Linked DNA regions of Mus musculus: region 1 is linked to region 2. A link is a contact called in public HiChIP or PLAC-seq data. All regions are on one chromosome and are shown on one strand. The core of a region is the stretch at or near the end of the contact, and the rest is flanking DNA. Distances in the headings are between cores, read along the strand shown.

Region 1 (5,854 bases), core at 794-3,293, 1.2 Mb before region 2:
ATAGGGGGTTTCAGAGGGGAAACCAGGAAAGGGGATAACCTTTGAAATCTAAATAAAGTATCTAATAAGTTTTGATTGTTTGTTTGTTTTTTAAAGAATAGTTACTTTTTGAAGGGAATGACTATAAATGCCTTTGGTATGTGAATGACAAAATCTGGTATACTATAGACGTGGTAATAGCTTTATGAAGTAGGCTTGCTGTAAGTCTTGAGTATTGCATCACAGTAGGTTTGGCCTTGAATTGGGGACAGATAGGAACAAAGTAGAAATATATAGGAAAATTCTTCATTTAAACATTTTTTGCCAGCTTATACAACTTTTGATGGTTTGTGCTTTTGACCCCAACTTCATAGAAAGGAAAATTCTACAGACTTTTAACGTACAATTCTTCCTTATTTCTGAAGCATTTCCAGGACATGATGTAGGTGTGCTAAGAACTAATGGCCAAGTCAACCCCATTACTGCCTAAAGTAAAGTAAGAGAAGTCTTTTTCGCTCCCGGGTGGAAAAGATGTCTTATTTTTTTTAACCGTAAAATCTAAAGCTATAAAGATAATTTCTAAGGAGAAAATGACCAAAGTCACAAAAAGTTGCTATACTATACCTAAATTTTAAATTATTTAATAAACTTAAACAGAGGATTATGAGTCACTGTTATAACTAAACTTTGCCCTTAATTCTTTAGTCAATACTTAGCCAATCAACCGGTATTTATTGCACATTGACTCCAACCTTGGCAGTAGCTATCTTTCTTTATTTCCCAGAGGAGTAAAACATACTCATTCCATTAAATCATGAAGTCTCACCTCCACAGATGTCCAGAAGAGATTTGAAGCGTAGGCTCCTGAGGCAGGTCATCACGGGCTTTCCTTTGCATAGACTTTAAGAATCTGTACTTCATCAAAACCTTCATTTGTTCCTCTGATAGTTGCTTGGAGGCCTATCTTGATATATAATAATGATTAAAGGTGTCATTGATAGGGCACTGGCTGAGAATAGGCCAGCATGTATTGGACTCTCCAGTACTTGCAGCCTAGATTGTAGGTGACAGAACATATATGTCACAAAAATATTTTTTATTTGAGGGCCTGAAAGTTAATTAACAATAGTTGCATTCCACACCAAGATGGTGTCACAGGTGAGTGGAATTTTGATGCTTGTTTCTCAATACAAGCTAGAAATATTGATGTAATTACAAAGAATAAATATCAATAAAACAGCAGGTCTCTGATAAACAGATATAATTACCAGAAGGATCTACCTGTTTACACATCAGGACCACTGTCTTCATATATCTTATCCTGTTACATAATTATTAAATAAAACAGTAATTCCAGAATGAGTAATAACTGTCACACAGAGTCCTGCACGGTTGAATATTTTCATCTTGGCAGGAGGATATCCCTAAGTAACATCTAACAAAGAGTCACCATGAATCACTAAACAGTGAACCAGCTCCAAATTGGTATCTGAAAAACCAATCAGCAACCATCAGGGGCTAGGTCCATGTTCTTTGTGTGTGTGTGTGTGTGTGTGTGTGTGATTTTTCAAGGAACTGGAAAGATGCTGCCACTGCCCATGTGAGGATGTGGTGTGTTTATATCTTTCACTTCTCAATAGGGTGGGGTGGATTTCCTTTTGTAAAAGCCAGAAGCCCTTGTGAGAATGAATTTGGCACAGCGACAAGGACTTCCTTTTGCTTTTACGGCGAGTATCTTGGTATTCTTTCTCTTGAAGTGCTGTGATGGGCACAGGACGGAAGAATAGCTCCTTGCTGAGCTGTGTGGCTCCTCCAGATGAGAACAGCAGGAGACCAGGCAGATGGCCAAGGCAGAGTAGGACTGGAGCGAAGATCACAGCCAAGCCCAAGCCCGCTGAAGATCCACTGCACACAGGCAGCAAAAGGAAATAGCTTGCTCTGAACCCTCGCATGTCCTTAATACTTTCTGGGTGCAGAGCCGGGATCTCCCCTTTGACCTGGCCTTAGGCAGACACAACTTTATAGAGAAGGCCTGGTTTTGAGCCGCTGCTTTGCACAACAATGGGCTTGGCTGAGTCCAGCGGCTGGAAAGAGTATGCAAGTGCATAGAGCCTCTGAGATTGATTGCTTAGTTTCTTGCTAGCTGTCACTCAGAATCCTCTCCAGCTTTGGAGGAGAGCTTGGTTATTTCCTTTCCAGGCCATTTTCGTCTTTCAAAAAAAAAATCTTTATTGTCCTTTAGCCTTTGTGGCACTGCCCCTTCAGGCTGGGCAAGTTGCAGCATTCCAGTGTCACTCAAAGTCAGTCAAATCCAGACAAAGAGCAGGGCCTCCTGTCAGGACTATTGGGAGGGGGAAGGGAGGTGCTTAGCCCCATTCCTTTGTAGTACTCAGCCCTGGGGGTCCTAGAGAAAGCATTAAGAAAGCTCAGGAAATCAGACTTAAGCCTCCTCGGAGTCTGTAGAGAGTTCAATCCCAGCCAGTGTTTGTTTATAAAACAGCTAAATAATTCACACCCGGTTTGCCATTTAACCTCTTGGACACATGTTTTTTGGCCTACTGAGGAGATTTTTTTTTTTTTTGGAGTTGTTCCTAAGAGTGCTGAGTTTGATACTGACAGAAAGGAATCTGAGGTCAGAACTTCTATTTTAAACAGAGGCCTCTGGGATTTATAAAGGATGTTTCCGATATGTTAAAACAGCTGGAAAAGCCTTTGAGATCTTCAGTGAAAGCAAGAGGATTCCTAATTTGTATTACAGGTGAGCAAGCACAGGCCTAAGAAGCTCGGCTGACTTTCTCTTGCATGGCCAGAACTCCAAGAACACGGTGCAACCTAAAGAGGCTCCCAAGGACCCAAAGGGAAACTGGCCCATCCTCAGAGTTCCCAGGACCACTCTCAAGTTAGGGATGCTTTTGAAGAGAGTAGAAAATCTGTTTATCTTCAGTCCAGCTGAGGGCCTTTCCATCATCTGTGGATTAAAAGGAGACTCTCAAGGTCATTAGCTCTGAGTTTCTCTGGGTGGGTGGGGATGGGTTTGGCTGCTGAGTTATTCTGATGACCCAGAAATTACCTGTATTCATTTCTTTCTTTTTAGATAAAAGCATTTCTATTCTGGTTTTTCTATGGCTCCTTTTCAAGAGAAGAGGAGAAAAAAAAAAAAACCATCGTCTTTGCTAGCAGAGTCTCCTATTCTCTGCATTCTTTTATAATCTGTCTTGATTCTCAGCCCATACCTTAGTCCTTTTTTGTACTCTGTGTCTTTTAATCACTAAAGAATCTGACTCAGTGTCTGTCCCTGTGGATCACAGGCTGGTCTCCTTCATCTGTGTCTCCAGGAGAGGGAGGGGCCAGGAACCTTTTTTCTCCTATGCAGCCTCCTGCCCCAACAATATAACTGCCTTTTCTCCAGGGTCTCCTTTGGGCTGTTATTCATTCCTAAGGTTGACTTTTTAGAAACACTTTCATGTAACACCAAGAAAATCTGATAACCTATCTCATTATTAAAACAGCTATGAAGTTGTTTCATATATATGTGTGTATAAATATACAGAAATACATGTATAAAGATATCTACTTATATAAGTGTATATCACAGAACACCAGTATTATGTTATTTTCTTTATTATGTGCATCAAAGACAAGCAAAAATATAAAAAAGAAAATTCCATATAATGGAAGAGCAGTTACGGAGGCTTTTAAATAGCATCACTCTGGGGAAGGGTGGGCGGTCATATGATAAAACAATTCATACTCAGATCGCATCATGTTGGAAGCTTCTTTATAACTATCATTTACAGGAGATATTGGTAGTACAGAAGAAAAACGGATCTCCACCTACAAGCAAAGAGGAAATAACAGCTGCTAATATGTGACAAAATTCTTTCAAATGAAAAATGCAGCTTTCTTACACTGGCTTCCAGCTTGCTTCTCTCTTGCCCTCTTGGGCTCTTCCCTTCTCTCTCCAGGTGGCTATGGCCAGCCTCTACTTCTCTACTCTCTCCCTCTCTCTGCCTTTTTCAGCCTCTACTACTCTCTTAACTTTCCTTCCCATGCCCTAAATAAACTCTATTCTATATTAAATTTTTTTTTGAAAAAAAAAAGAAAGAAAGAAAGAAAGAAAGAAAGAAAGAAAGAAAGAAAGAAAGAAAGAAAGAAGAAAGAAAAATGCTGATGGAAAGAAGAGCACCAGCCCTGGTGGTAACTATTCATCCTAGCATCACCTGCAGTTATATTTTGGTTAAGAATCTTTCTGTTTATGCCAATAGTTTTCTTTTGAAAACGACTTTTCTTTTTATTTATTTTTTAGCAGTTCTAGACTCAGATTAGCCAACTGTCTGAAGTTTATATAAAACCACAAATGTGACAGTCTATTGTCACTTAGAATTGGCATCTCTAAGTTCTCTGATAGTGCCAGGTGCTGGCTTATGCTTGTAATGTTGCTCTCTCTTTCTGTCTTCTACCAAACAGACAGGTGATAAGAAAACACACAGTTTTAAACAGCTAGCACACTAAAAGTACAGCTTTCTTTATAGTCTGCTTTTCGACTTTGATTTGTAAATTAATCTAGGAAACACCGTAGAGGAAATTTCCTTAGTTTAGGAACTAAAATCGCAGCCTAACCTTTTATGTGGGCCAGAATATCGATGCACATTTCATTTCTAGTCACTTGTGCACGCTTGCTCCTCTTCTGGTACCACTCAACTAAGGAGAAAGGAAGATAGGTTTGAAAAGACACTGAAGACTCTGTGGGTGATGGAGAAGAAGCATCATCTTCACAGAAATTAGAAATAACAGAAAGGACCTTCTGCCAAGATCCACGTATCACAGAAACATAAATCAATCCTCATATTAGAGGTACAAGCAGTAACAACTATGCAGGCTTTTTCTATTGTTCCTTTTTTACATCTATCTATCTATCTATCTATCTATCTATCTATCTATCTATCTATCTATCTATCTATCTCTGGTGTGCACAGGCACATGCATACATATGTGTGTTCTGTGTCACATTGCATGCCATGGTTGCACTTGGAGATTAGGGGGTAACTTCTATCCTTACATTCTATCTTATCTGAAATAGGAATTCTTTGTTGCTTATAGCTGCACAAACTAGTTTAGCGTGCCCTTGGCTATTTTCCTGTCTCCACATCCCATGATGTCATCGTTACACTAGGACTACATATGCATATTACCACAAAAGGATTATTTGTGGATTCTGGGATTTGAACTCTGGTCTTTACACTTGTTCAGTGAGCACTTTACCCATTTTACCTCCGGGTCCTTTTAGATACAACACATCTGATGATCCTCGAGACAAAGACAAGCAGACAAGAATTGCAGAGTTTTCATCTTCTAAGACATGTTCACCAAGATTCACGAGACTCCACAGTAGCAGCTCTTCCTCCAAGTGTTTTCTGTGCGCTCACTTTTTACTGTGAAAACTAAAGAAGAATTGATATATTGAATGGTGAATGACTTGTAGTCACTATCTCATAGAACAGGATCACAAAGTGCACATGATCAGAACAAGGCAAACGCTATTAGTGGGTGATGGAGCAGCAGTGAAAACATGAGGAAAGGTTGTGGAAGAAATCAAAGTACAGAGCAATCAAAAATATAACCAAGAGTTAACTGGGTATTAATTAGTGAACTAGCAGTAGTTTGGAGAGATAGTCTAATCATGCAAGGACTTTGGTGACAGGAAGCATACTATACATATAAACCTAAAAGAGTTCACGGTACTTAGAAGATAAGATGGAGCGAGAAATAGGATGAAGTAGAAAGAAAGAGAGAACAGGAACAAAAGAAGCTTAAAATACGACCCTGCATAGGAGTGAAATCTCTCATAGGAATTTCTAGAGTGGAACCAGAGCAC
Region 2 (5,912 bases), core at 3,118-5,617:
AATTTTCTTTTTCTTAAACATTTGTCCATGTATGGGTATGTGCCAGTATCCCCTCTCCCAGGAGCTGGAGTTATAATCAGTTGTGAGCTACCTGACATGGAATCTGAGAATGAAATTTGGTTCCTCTACAAGAACTGTGTGAGCTCTTAGCTGCTAAGCTATTTCTCCAGCCCCAAAGATGACTTTTACAAAGCAAAAGGAAACAATACACATGTATAATGTTTAATGAATGTATCGAGATACAGTAAGCAAATATCCAAGATGTCTTATTTGTGGTGGACCAGCTCCGGAGTAGAATTTCAAGTGTTTCCATTTTAACAGGAAAGGAGAAGGAGAAGGAGAAGGAGAAGGAGAAGAGAAGGAGAAGGAGAAGGAGAAGGAGAAGGAGAAGGAGAAGGAGAAGGAGAAGGAGAAGGAGAAGGAGAAGGAGAAGGAGAAGAAGAAGAAGAAGAAGAAGAAGAAGAAGAAGAAGAAGAAGAAGAAGAAGAAGAAGAAGAAGAAGAAGAAGAAGAAGAAGGGAAGGAAGGAAGGAAGGAAGGAAGGAAGGAAGGAAGAAGGAAAGAAAGAAAGAAAGAAAGAAAGAAAGAAAGAAAGAAAGAAAGAAAGAAAGAAAGAAAGAAGAAAAACCACTCATATGAAGCAGAACAAATAGATATCAATAAATGGGAAAGCATGAGACTGACGCTAATGAACCAGGCAAGTCTGAAGGTGACGGTCACTCAGGATCCAAGGGCACTCTAGAAATCTGCCATCTCCTTGGGCATTATGATTACGTCAATGTTCTCAAGAGCCTCACAGAACTAAAACAGGCCTTCTCTTGCCATCTTCGGCAATGGGCACAGACTGCCCTATCTGTCCTCAAGACACTCAGGCACCAGGGTGGAGAAGACATGCCAACAGGAGTTGCTTACACATCACATTTTTCTTCTTGTAGACATCTGGTTTGCTTTGTGTCTGCCTCAGTCTCCTGTCCCTACTAAGACATCCTAACTGGATTCAGACTGGGACAAGAGACTGACGTGAATATTTTACACACCAAAGCAGGCCTGCCTGGCTTCCAGGTTCTCCCAGAATCCCTCAGTCCCTACTTTGCATACTCTGTTCCTCCCTATACAATCCAGACATGTTGGTCTCTTTCTTCTCCTCTTCCTCCTCCTCTTCCTCCTCCTCTTCCTCCTCCTCTTCCTCCTCCTCTTCCTCTTCCTCCTCCTCTTCCTCCTCCTCTTCCTCCTCCTCTTCCTCCTCCTCTTCCTCCTCCTTTTTTCTCCTCATCCTCCTTCCTTTTCTCCTTCTCCATTCTGTGTGCATGCACCCCCCTTCATTTTCTCTCGCCCCATTTCCCCAAGGTGACTTCCCTGGCCTTGATCCACAGGGCCACTGAATTCACCCATCGAGAGCAGCTTCTTCATTCTCAAGAATGTCCTACAGAAACTCAAAGGTTGCGAACCCAGTGGCTAAAACTCTTCATACTCCAGTACATCTACTGCTGTCCCACTGAGGAAGAGCTGCTTCCATTCTTGGCTTGCATGGTGACTGGGTCTCACCTCCTCACATCTCTTTACTCAGAGACATTTGCTTCCATTTCTAAGTCTCTCACAAGAGTGAGTATGTACAATTGATTGACTATTTCTGTTCCCCTCAAATTCCTGTGTTGGATCACTAATCCCGGTTTGGTGGCATCTAGACATAAAGTCCTTCAGGAAGGAATTGAGATATAAGGGTGAAACTCTCAATAAATTGTATAAGTGAGCCGAGAACAAAACCTCAGCCATCCATCGGATTAGCTTTCTTCCTGCCACTTAAGGATAAAAAGCACACAGGTTGTGCAAACCAGGAAGAGGAGCCTGCACCACCCAGCTCACATCCGATTTCAACTCTTAACCCGTAGGAAGGTGAGAATAGTGTGTGTGATTGGTGTTTAAACCACCAAGTCTGTGGTTTCCTATTAGAGCAGCCTGAAGTGATTAAACAGCATCTATATTGGCAGAAACTAGTTGGTGTGTAAAACTTCCGCGGCAAAGTATCTGACATAATGTATTCCCCGCGTTTTCAAACCTCTGTGCTTTAAGAATCAAGCTGGGCAATGGTTCAAATGGGCACTGAAAGAGCAAAGCAGCAGAGTGCTAAGATTCCCCCTTTCCCGTGGCTCCCATTCAGCCCGCCGAGAACACTGTGAGGAAGGCCTTGATGGCTGAACAGTACCCTCATTTGGGTAACATTCAGGGGAATACTTTTCTTGCTGATTTCCGTTTTACACAATGTGGGCTATTTTCACCAGCCAAGTTCAACTTCTGGTTCATGCCACCCTGGCTCTGAGTCTCCGCTGCAATCTTTCTTTCTTCTTGGGAAACTCCCCAGTCTTTACCACAACTATGTGTGCAAACTCCAGCCTCGCTCCTCCTGACTGCACCATTGCCTACCCTGAGGAATGCAACCCTGTATAAGCACTCCTCCCATCCCCAGCTCCTCAGGGCTCCTTTTGCCACACGCTGCCCTCCTGCCCACTCTCATGATGGGGGCATATGCATATCACACACATAATGGAAGCTTGCCAAGTAAACACTGACGATGTCAAATCAGGTAAAGAAAGAAGGCACTCACTGTTGGGGCACGTGGGAAATTACAACCATTTAACAGGAAATCAAATTAGCCCTCCATGCTGATATCTTTCATGTGCTTTAGATTTGGAGAAATGTGCAAGGCGTCTCTACATTTGAAATAATTGACAAATACAAAGCAAACCGGCCTCCTTTTCAGCAAGCTCATGACAATGTTTAGGAACTCCTTTCTGAAAGGGGAGAAGTGTGTCTAGGGAAGAGAACAGAGTAGAGAAATGGTAGGATTCAAAGATTATTTTTCTTCTTTTTGGCCAAAGAGGATTTGGAAAATAGTCTCACTCAGAAAAAAAAAATAGTTATTGATTAAAATATGAATGAGAATTGTCAGTATGTTCAATTCTTTTGTTTAATCTCTATCAGGATCTCTTGACTGTGAGTGTGTGTGTGTGTGTGTGTGTGTGTGTGTGTGTGTGTGTGTGTGGAGAGAGAGAGAGAGAGAGAGAGAGAGAGAGAGACAGAGAGAGAGACAGAGACAGAGACAGAGAGAATACAAGGTGGCTACGTTGAACAAAACTGATGACAAGATCTTGGACAGCATCAATTAATACATTTTATCTCCCTCATAGCAAAGAGATATGTATTAGCTGATCGGTACACGTGGATTAGGCTATGAACACATAATTTGCTTTTTCCATGCAGATTTTGGAAAATGTTCTTCAAAAGCCAGGCTGAGCCATGGAAAGTTTTCCAATATGATCCCGCTCACGCATCCCTCATGCATATACATCGTCACATAACTATTCATGCTGTCAGTGCGACCCAAGCCTCCCCACTCCCACACCACCTTCTCCAAGCCAGACGCACCTGCTACCCTGGGCACTAACTGCTACTGCCATGTCTTGCTGGGTAATGCCATTGTCAACCTCCCTGCCTGGCACGCGTGCCATTCTCCTGTGCTGGAGAAAGGAATGTTTAATTATTTTTAATCAGTGGACATGGCATCTTGCTAGACAGCGACACTTGGGGGATCCAACGCCATCTGCCTTCCACCAGGCGCCAGCTGCTCTAGTAGATGTCGGTAGAACACCTTAGGACACGGCCTTCCGCTGCCAGGCGCCTCTGCGCGGCTGCCACTGGGCACCATCCCCAATGTGAGGCTGACGCTTAGGCTCCTTGCCTGTCACAGTTTGCCCCTCACCCCTGCCATCCTTTTCAGGGAAGCACTCCTCAGCCCTGCTCCCAGAACATTGTCCACAAAACCCAGGGGCCTGCCAGTAATAACAAGGTGTCCAAATATAAATGTCACCCTAACCCAAATGGCCACCGAGCTTTCCATCACCATAAGTCAACCTAATGGATCCGCTGACTGCAGTCCCACAGAGTACAGCCACGGGCCTCGCAGCGGGTTTGACCCACAGAGAACAAGGGTCAGCCAGCTACTGAATGTTTAAAACAATGGGAAGGAAGCAGGGACAGAAATGCCTCTCGGATAAATCGTGGAACTGTCCAGGGTGAGCTGCACAAGTTGCTGTGACAGACCTGTCCCTTCCACCTCCTACCCTCCCGGTGGCCCCCGCAGCTCTCACAGCTGTGCCAACACTTTGCTGCAAAGCTAGGTTCCTTTGCTGACATCGCTTTATCAGCTCAGCGCGGGGAGCACTTGCCACCTGCCCAACCCCCCAGTCCAGCTAGATGGCCCAGCCTAGTTCCCCAAGGTTCCTGTCACCTCCACCCCTGCCCTTGGAGAGCACGAATGCTTGAAGAGCTGAATGTAGTCGCTCCCATCCCTTCTTTATTTTCATACAAAGTAAAAGAGATCCGCCAAGGGTGGTGGCTGAAGGGCACAAAAAGCCCCAGCTGTGCCTTCCCCCTAGTCAGTTTCACCTCCAGCAGGAAAGCAAACTGTTTTTGTGCCTGAGGGAAATTTGCAGAGCCTCACACTTTCATCCGGAGACTAAACGGACAAAGGGGAGGTCCGGTGCCGCATCTGCCAGAAAAAGGGACGTGTGAAATGTGATTAACTCAGGAAGGAGCTGGGGAAAGTCTGCTGGGGCCTCTCTAGTGCCCCTGTGTTTCCCTGGGTCAGGAGCAGGAGGGAGAGTAAACAAAAGAATTAAATAAATATTTTTTCCTCTTAACCCACATGTTAATCCAGACTCTCACATCCTTAGCACCAACCAACTCAACAGCACCGGCATTAGCCTAGATGATGAAGGAAGGCTTAGACTAGTAGAATTCTTTGCATTTGTAAAATGTGAGGCTAGGAAGGGAAAAGGTTTCAGTAGAATGTAATTTGTGCGGATAGGACGCCATTCATTGCACAGCCAAACACACCGAGCCCATCAGAGAAGCTCAGTTAATGCTATTTCTCAGGCTAAGTGCAAACCACCAGTGCCTGTAGAATTAAAGCCATCAATAGACTAGGGTTCTGCACTTACAGTAAGACAAATAAAATCCCCACTGATATGCCCGTCACTGCAGGAAGCTCTATGTCTGTTTTCAGAGCTGCTCTCTGTGAGAGCTTTGTATGGTAAATGAAGCTATAGTACCCTTGTTTCTTTGTCTAAGTAAGCAATGGCCATTTTATTTTCCAACAGTAGACGAGCTATATCAATTTTTAAAATGGATCTTTGTTTTCACCAAACTGGCTCCCCTGCTTGGATAACTTGTCTCCGGTTCAAGGTATGTACAGAAAGCAGATACTTCTTGGAATTGACTGGAGATGTATTGGATAATCTGCAGACAAATTCCAGTAAAAACTGAGTCAACTAGCAAAAGAGGAACACTCCTCTTTGTTCTGTTGATGACAGGAAAAAAGTGGGAGGGCGGGGAGAGGAAGCAATCTTCAAGACAGGAGATGTTTGAAAGGATTCTTCACATCTGAGTGAATTATTTCATCCTCTGTGGCTACGGAAATCTGTGTGCTCTCAACAGAAGAGGGGAGCAGAAGGTAGACGTGTCCAATATTGGAAACTAAACATACATTAGAAGACACACTGAGAATGAGTAGGGTAGGAGGGCCGTCAGGTGGTCGGTGCCTGCACTCAAACTTTAATGATGCTTCCTATAGGAAGACGCTGCAGGTATTTTCTGGAATATCATAAAAGATTAACATAATCAGCTGTCTAGTGTAACTGCAGCACTTTACAAAGATGGAGTTAAGGTATCATTTATCTCAGTGGGAAATACAAGTCTGAGGGAAGACACTCCATATGTCAAGACGTGAAATAATTTTCCGGGGGGCCCACTTCACTAAGCAAGAGGGTTTTGGGAGGCTGAGGTGGGTGGGTGGGTCTCACCTCCTCAGAGCTACTTACTTCAGAGGTGACAGAGCAAGTCACTCCAGGCACGGGG

The links. HiChIP or PLAC-seq counts read pairs in DNA pulled down with a chosen protein or histone mark.
Region 1: a contact with region 2 is called in an H3K27ac HiChIP or PLAC-seq map of embryonic stem cells, with 7 times the contacts expected there. The contact joins two enhancer-like sites. A contact is called at or near these places in 1 of 15 datasets of contacts at CTCF or cohesin (the NIH/3T3 cell line), 1 of 115 datasets of contacts at active chromatin or transcription factors (embryonic stem cells) and 1 of 9 other capture datasets (embryonic stem cells).

What each region holds. Positions count from the first base shown.
Region 1 is chr3:148,339,945-148,345,798 of GRCm38.p6, reverse strand. It overlaps Gm29836 (a long non-coding RNA gene), which reads right to left. Exons shown (of 3, transcript XR_867739.1): 2 at 5,251-5,420; 3 at 3,671-3,813. Among named protein-coding and RNA genes, the nearest start is that of Gm29836, 5.0 kb to the right of the region's middle. Within about 2 kb of position 2,043, at least 97 of the 459 cell types and tissues checked have an H3K27ac peak or open chromatin away from gene starts, as enhancers often do. A contact at or near this core is called in embryonic stem cells, where this site is marked.
Region 2 is chr3:147,180,291-147,186,202 of GRCm38.p6, reverse strand. No RefSeq gene overlaps it. Among named protein-coding and RNA genes, the nearest start is that of Gm36726, 58 kb to the right of the region's middle. Within about 2 kb of position 4,367, at least 54 of the 459 cell types and tissues checked have an H3K27ac peak or open chromatin away from gene starts, as enhancers often do. A contact at or near this core is called in embryonic stem cells, where this site is marked.